2 separate regions of the Pan troglodytes genome follow, and region 1 is linked to region 2. The links are chromatin contacts, called in public HiChIP or PLAC-seq maps. All regions are on one chromosome and are shown on one strand. Each heading gives the region's core, a stretch centred on a gene start, on an enhancer-like site or on the middle of the called end of the contact. The rest is flanking DNA. Distances are from core to core; before and after follow the strand shown.

Region 1 (3,531 bases), core at 192-2,691, 44 kb after region 2:
GCAGTGAGCTGAGATCGTGCCACTGCACTCCAGCCTGGGCAACAGAGCAAGACTCTGTCAAAAAAAAAAAGGGATACATCTCTGAAAATGGGGACATGACTGGGAGTGAGCTAAGCTCTTATCCACTGTACTCCTGACTTGGCCCTCATTTTCTGTGCTAGAAAATTAGATGAAGTATCTACTCTATCCATTAATGAGAAATAAGAATCAAACCAACCCAATGAAATAGTTCTTAGAAGATGAAAACTACAACAGGATAAAAGGGGAACAGGCACAGGATAAAAGGGTTGTAAGCACAGTCTCTGGAGGCAGTCTACCTGGGCTTAAATTCCAGGTCCATCACTTACTAGCTGTAGGGCCTGGGACAAGTTCCTTCACCTCTCTGTATCTCAACTTCTGTATCTGTAAAGTGGAAACAGCAAGAGGATTAAAAGGATTAATTTTTGTAAAGCACTTATAATAGTGACTGGCACATAATAAGCTCTGTGGAAGTGTTAACAATTAGGGCTTACTTCCTATAATTTCAGAAATTTGTGGAAGAGAGCAGTTCCCTCCCTTTCTCAGAACCCATTACCATCAAAACAGCTAACGATTACTGAGCATTTCCAAAGTGCCCAAGTCCTGTAACTAACCATTTTATATAAATTATCTTATAAGAGGGAGGGATTAATTATTCCTCTTTAGTAGGTAAGAGATCAAGGATCAGAGAAGTGTTTACCCAGCTGGCTAGAGGAATCAATAGGTTTACAACCCAAGAGGGTCTGACTGCATTGCCTGTGCTCTTAACCATTGCATTTGTTGCCTCCCACAAACTAGTTTCCATGCTTGTAAACTAGTGGGAAAGTTGCATGCTGTATTTATCTCACAGGGTTGTTTTGAGATCCCAATAATGTTAAGAGGCAGTGCTTTAGTGTACAGAGTGCTGGTCCCCTGACAGGGAAACCTGAATGTGTCAATGATTTGTTCACACTTCCCTCCCACTGCACATGCCCTTCTCCCTCTTTTCTGCTTGTTGAACTCATGTCTTCAAGACTTAGCTCAGATATCAGCGTCCAGATTTTATTCTAATAGTGGAGAAATTTAGGCAACGCCGCGTGGCGGGGGGGTCGAGGGGGGCACACCAGACTTGTGTTCTGAAATGACAGCTGACTTGTAATGCAGGGAATGGAGTGTAGCCGGGCCAGAATGAGTACAAGAAAACCAGATAGAAGGTTACTGCATTAGGAGCCCAGGCGGGAGGTGGTGGGGCAAACGGAAGGAATGGTGGACTGGAAAGATATTTAGGAAAGAGAATCGACAGGAAATGGAGGTGTATTTTAATATGGGCAGCGAGGGAGAGGGAGGTGGCAAGGATGACTCCTAGTTCCTGACTTGCTCGCGGATGTTTGTCGAATGAATGATCCAGTGACCCCAAGGCAGAAGTATCTCAGAGAGATCCCCCCACTCCCCTCCCCGCACCCGTCACCACGCTGCCTTCGGAGCTCTGACCGTAAGGGGGTGGATGGAAGGCAGGAGGAAGGGAATGGCCACGGAGTCTTGGTCCAGGAGCTGCTAGACTGGACACTTCTAGCACTGGTCTGAGCCAGGAGACGCTGCGAAAAGAGGGCAAACGTTTCTCCTCTCGCAGTTGCCGCCTCGCCCCTCCACCCCCGCCTGGCCAGCAGCGCAGCGCCCCTCTTAGCACCGTGGAGGTGCTGGCTCCTTGCCGGCGTCGGGGGGCGCGGCGTAGCGGCCCACCCTTCCAGCTCTGACCCGCCCGGCCGGCCCGGCGCCCACCCCGCCCAGTGTGCTTGGTAGGTTGGGCGGCGGCTCTGTCTAGTCCCAGAGCCAGGAATCAGGGGCAGCCGGGCGAGTCCCAGGGCAGGGGTCCTCCGCCGCCTTGCACCTGCCCTGCTGGGCGGCACCGGGTCAGTGCCCTGCCCCCTCCTGCGGGTCCCAACTCTCTCTTTCCCATCGTGCGTCCTCTGGAGAAGTGCGCGCGTGTAAGTGTGGCAAGTGTGGCCAAGGGTGCCGGAGGCAGGGTTCGGGTGCGTAGTCGTTGCGTGGGCGCTGCCCAAAAGGCGCAGAGCATCAAGTGTGCGTGGGCAGAGCCGGCGCGGGCGCCCGCCGCGGGTCTGCGCGGGGCGGGGGCGCAGCAAGTGCATCCGAGCGAGCGGAGACTAGCGCACCGGCGTCGGTGGCGAGGGTGGTGCAGAGGAGCCCGGCTGGGCGGAGGGAGGAAGGATGGGTGCGGGTAACTTTTTGACCGCCTTGGAAGTACCAGTAGCCGCGCTCGCAGGGGCTGCCTCCGACCGCCGGGCGAGCTGCGAGCGAGTGAGCCCGCCACCGCCCCTCCCCCACTTCCGCCTCCCGCCTCTTCCTCGTTCCCGGCTCCCAGGGCCCGTCGGTCCCCCGGGAGCCCTGGAGGCGCAGCCCCACCCCGGCCGACGCGGCTCGCTCCCACGCCCCCGCCGCGGCCTCGCTGGAGCGGACGGACTGAGTCAGAGGGGGCGCCAGCGCTGCAGGTAGGGGCTCCGGCGGCGGTGGGCGCAGGTGCCGCGGTGGACCGCGGAGGGGACCGGAGCACGAGGGGAACGGCCTTGGGGGAGCGCCCTCCCCCCGTCCTCCGCCGACGCCTCGTGTCCCTTTTTAGGGAATTTTTTCCCTCTTGCTGGCTCCAGTGCGGGTGGGGCTGAGACCGAGAGGGAGTTCTCCATTTCGCTGGCTCCTGCCCGGCCCCTGGCAGCCTCCTGCCCCCAAATCTCTTCACCCCCTTTCCAGTACCTATAGGTCGCGTAAACAACTCCCTTTCTCCAGCTCTGGGCTCCGCGGCCCCCCGGGGGACAGCTCCTTCAGTCTCGTGAGATCGGTGGGGTTAGGGGGAGGGGAAAAGAGAGGGGGTGTCCCAGAGCCCCTGGCTCCCGTCAGCTCCCCCACCTCGGCCTCTCCCTCCCCCTCCTCGCTGCTGGAGCACAGGCTCCAGGGGCCCTGGGTATTTTTAGCGTTGTGACCTGGGCGGCAGCTCTAAGAGCCTTTCCCGGGAATCGGCGTCAGCGCCTCGCTCCTCCGCCGCCAGCCCGCGGCCGCACGGTCTCCCCAGACTTCCGTGGCCCTGCCTTGGCCAGTCGGGGTTGGGTCCCTCTCCACCTCTGTGGCGCCCGTGGAGCTGGCCAGGGTCTGGGATACGCTGGGTGCAGATGAGGTGGGGAAGGCAGTCTGCGGAGGATGACGTCTGATCCTCAAGCTAGAAACTCCCTTGCCTCTGGTGATGGGCTCAGAGCAGAACGCCGGGAAGATGAGCGAATGGGAGTGAATGCACCGACCTGGGCTGGCCCATAGCCTCAGTGCTCTGGCAGGGTCTCAGCTTCTCAGCCCTAGGGGTCAGGAGGCCTGCTCTGAACTGGACCCAGAACCCGCCTTTCCAATTGCTCCTCACTGACTAATGGGGAGATAAGTCAGTGAGATGTGTCCCAGGAGGGGGACGCATAAAGAGCTGTTGGAGTTCAAAGGAAAGATGGTCGTCTCCTAAATAGCTCACCTTCACAAGCAGGG
Region 2 (3,711 bases), core at 132-2,631:
TATTTTTAATAGAGATGGGGTTTCACCATGTTAGCCAGGATGGTCTCGAACTCCTGACCTTGTGATCTGCCCGCCTCAGCCTCCCAAAGTGCTGGGATTACAGGCATGAGCCACTGTGCCCAGCCTAAGTTTTTTTTTAATGAGAAAATAATTACTGGAAGGTAGATTAAATGGTGGAAAACGTTAATCATGTCCAACTCCTCATTTCATAAACAGGGAAGCTGAGGTTTAAAGAAGGAAGTGGCTTGCTGGTCACACTGGGTGGCATAGCTGGCCCTAAAACCCAAATTCTTTTCCTGGAACCACTTACTTCCCGTCTTTCCACTCCAGAGAGGGGGAACCTAGGATCAATGAAGTTGATGGGTTTTCGTCTGCTGGAGTAGGAGTAAGTGAGTTATCGATTTGCTCTTGCTTTTTCTGTTCTTAACTCATTCAGCAAATATCTACTGACTGTCCACTATTCGGATTTGGAAGATAGATAAAACAGTCATGGCAGCAGAGAGGGTCAGGATTTACTCCTATGTGCGACTTCAGAACCTGTGCCTTTTTCCACTGGACACCCACATTTTAAAACACCCACTACTCTGCCTTCTAATATAGTTCATCTGTGTCTCAGGGCAGGGGCTGTCTTATATATACATGTTCTAGCCTTCCTGCCACCCAGTAGGTGCGAAATCAATGTTGTAGTGTTGAGGAAACACTTGAATTTTATTTATTTATTTATTTATTTAGAGACGGAGTTTTGCTCTTGTTGCCCAGGCTGGAGTGCAATGGCGTGATCTCGGCTCACCGCAACCTCTGCCTCCCGGGTTCAAGCAATTCTCCTGCCTCAGCCTCCCGAGTAGCTAGGACTACAGGCGTGCGCCACCACGCCCCGCTAATTTTGTATTTTTAGCAGAGACGGGGTTTCTCCATGTTGGTCAGGCTGGTCTCGAAACACCGACCTCAGGTAATCCGCCCACCTCAGCCTCCCCAAGTGCTGGGATTACAGGCGTGAGCCACCGCGCCCGACCAACACTTGAATTTTAATCCTTACTTTGCTACTAACTGTGTCGTTGAAACAGTATGTTGCTTTCCTTCTCTGGCCCTTAGCTTAACTATCTGTACAGCGGGAACATTGGCAAACTCCTACGTGGAGGAGCTTGCAGGTCCACTTCAAGTTATCAGACTCTAACTAGGAGAAAACATTGAGAATTTAGGCTGAAAATAACGACACAGTTTATCACCTCGTTAATTCCCAAACATCATTACCGCGTCCTAAGCCACCCCACTTCCCTCTCCCCTAGCCGCCTTCCTTTAAAAAAAGAATTCCCCTCTAGAGGGCGCGCAAGCTCTGCGGCCTTCGTTCCTCTCTTCCGTTTGCCTTCACTCTTCCTTCTGCGCATGTGCTCAGTTCGCTCTCCGGCTGCTTGTACCTGGTTCAGGAGGTTCAGGCAGAGGTTGCACCCACTACGCCTGCGCAACCTCAGCCCCGCCCCTCCGCTGCTTTCCCCGGAAACGTTTCTTTCCTACGCAGCCGCTCCTGCCGCTGTGGTCGCTGGAGCTTTGCCTCTCTAGGCCGGCAGCGCCTCTCCTCCATGGTCCTGTCTGTCAGCGCTGTTTTGGGAGCCCGCCAGTGAGGCCGGGCCACGCTCAGACACTTCGATCGTCGAGTCTGTCACTGGTGAGTAGACCCCAGAGGAGCTCGTGTACGGGCGGGGGCCGCGCAGGCGGAATGGGCTGGATTTCCCCTCACTCTGAGAATGGGTCTGTCCGCCCCGCCTTCCCCCTGACTCTTGGAATGGGCTCACCCCTTGGTTCCAGTCCCTCCTCCCGGGCGGGGCGACGTTGCCATGGAGACGGGCCGCTGGCTGAGGCCCGGCTCGTGTCCCTGCAGGGCATGGCGGGTCAGTTCCGCAGCTACGTGTGGGACCCGGTGCTGATCCTGTCGCAGATCGTCCTCATGCAGACCGTGTATTACGGCTCGCTGGGCCTGTGGCTGGCGCTGGTGGACGGGCTAGTGCGAAGCAGCCCCTCGCTGGACCAGATGTTCGACGCCGAGGTAGGGTCCCCGGACTGGGGCGGGTGGGGTCTCGGCCTCCCCGAGTAGGCTTTGTGGTCCATCACTACTGTGGTGTAGACGTGGCTGGGTCACCTTCTTTCTTTGTAGCCCTGGGAAAGGGATTTCACCTTTCTGAGCCTCAGCTGCCTCATCCATAAAATGGAATGACAGCAGAGGCTGATTAGTACAAAGAAAAGGGCCTGGATGTTAATACAATAAACACGTCTGTGTTCCAGGCAACTCTGATACATTTCCTTTCTGATACTCTGGGAAAGTGACTTGATTTCTCTGAGCTAGGTTGTCAGGTGCCACATCGGAGAGAGGGGTGGATAAAAGAGCATTCATGCGGGTACAGTGGAAACTGCCTGGACTTTGGGGTCAGACAGGCGTCCGTTTAAGATCCACTTACTAGCTGTGTGACCTGGGGCAAATGTCACCTCTGTGAACTTGTTTTCCTGTCTTCAAAACCATGAGACTAGTTGCAGAGAGGTCGTGGACTGCAATATAAAGAGCATGTGCTTTGGGTTCAGAAAAGCAAGGGTTCAGTCTAGGCCTAAACATATAAAACTAGCTGTGGGACCTTGGGCAAGTTGCTTCCCCTTTCTGAGCCTTTTCTGAAAAGTGGGCTGGATGCTCCTACCATGTTGCCCTCAACAAAATGTTACAAGGCCCAGAGGGGTTTAGGAATAAGAAGGTACTTTGTAAAGTGTAAAGGAGGCCTATAAGTTGTTACATCTAAGAGGCAGCTGTGGCGTGGTGATGAGCACAGTTCTTAAAGCCAGGAGACCTAGGATGGAGTCCTTGCTCCTGCTGCTTGTTCTCTGTGTTAGCCCTTGGGCAAGTTATTATCCAAAAAGTGAGAAGAATTAAAAGAAGAAGAATGGCTTTGTGAGGTTTTTTTAGGGATAATATGAGATTATGTATGTCAAAGACCTTTCTTTGTCAGCTGAAAGTGTGGTGCAGATGTTTGGCATTTGATAGTATTGTGTTGGATAGTGGAGGTTGCACACCCACCATATGCCTAGTTGTAGTCTCGTAGGAGACTCTATCCTCCTGGGAAGAGCTGTGGGAATGCCAGGCTTTGTTGAAGAGCCATATGATGCACACAACCTGAGTTCTAGCCTAGGGATCAGCAAACCTTTCCTTTAAGGGTGAAGTAGTAAGGATTTTAGGTCACAATTATTCAGCTCTGCCATTGTAGCACAGAAGGCTGCTATAGACAAATATATAAGTGAATACGTGTGGCTGTGTTTCAATACAACTTTATGTACAGGAGCAGATGCCGGGCCTATGGAGCCATAGTCAGCTGAACGCTGTTCTAGACTTTACTCTTGTTGTTTATTACTTTGGGCAACTTAACTTGTCTGAGCTTTTACGTCCTCCTTTGTAAAATGAGAATAATCCCTTTCCACCTGCTGTGAGAAACAAATGAAATCCCATAATGGATGTCTATGAAAGCACCTATTGGAAATAGGCTGCCGTACAGATGTAGGGAGGTATTATCTTCTGTGCTCTGGGAAGAATGCTTGTTCCTTAGGAGGCTTGCTGAGATCCTGGGGCTCTGCCAAGTCACTTCTCCAGTATATTTCCATTTGTGATTCCCCCTCAGATCCTGGGCTTTTCCACCCCTCCAGGCCGGCTCTCCATGATGTCCTTCATCCTCAACGCCC

Evidence for each region. HiChIP or PLAC-seq counts read pairs in DNA pulled down with a chosen protein or histone mark.
Region 1: a contact with region 2 is called in an H3K4me3 HiChIP or PLAC-seq map of stem cell-derived excitatory neurons, with 2.1 times the contacts expected there. The contact joins the promoter of DBNDD2 here to the promoter of SYS1 in region 2.

What each region holds. Positions count from the first base shown.
Region 1 is chr21:51,660,431-51,663,961 of NHGRI_mPanTro3-v2.0_pri, forward strand. It overlaps DBNDD2 (dysbindin domain containing 2), which reads left to right and starts at 1,442. Exons shown (of 4, transcript XM_024352109.3): 1 at 1,442-1,793.
Region 2 is chr21:51,616,002-51,619,712 of NHGRI_mPanTro3-v2.0_pri, forward strand. SYS1 (SYS1 golgi trafficking protein) reads left to right here and starts at 1,382. Exons shown (of 4, transcript NM_001246408.1): 1 at 1,382-1,663; 2 at 1,877-2,041; 3 at 3,651-3,711. The coding sequence starts at 1,880.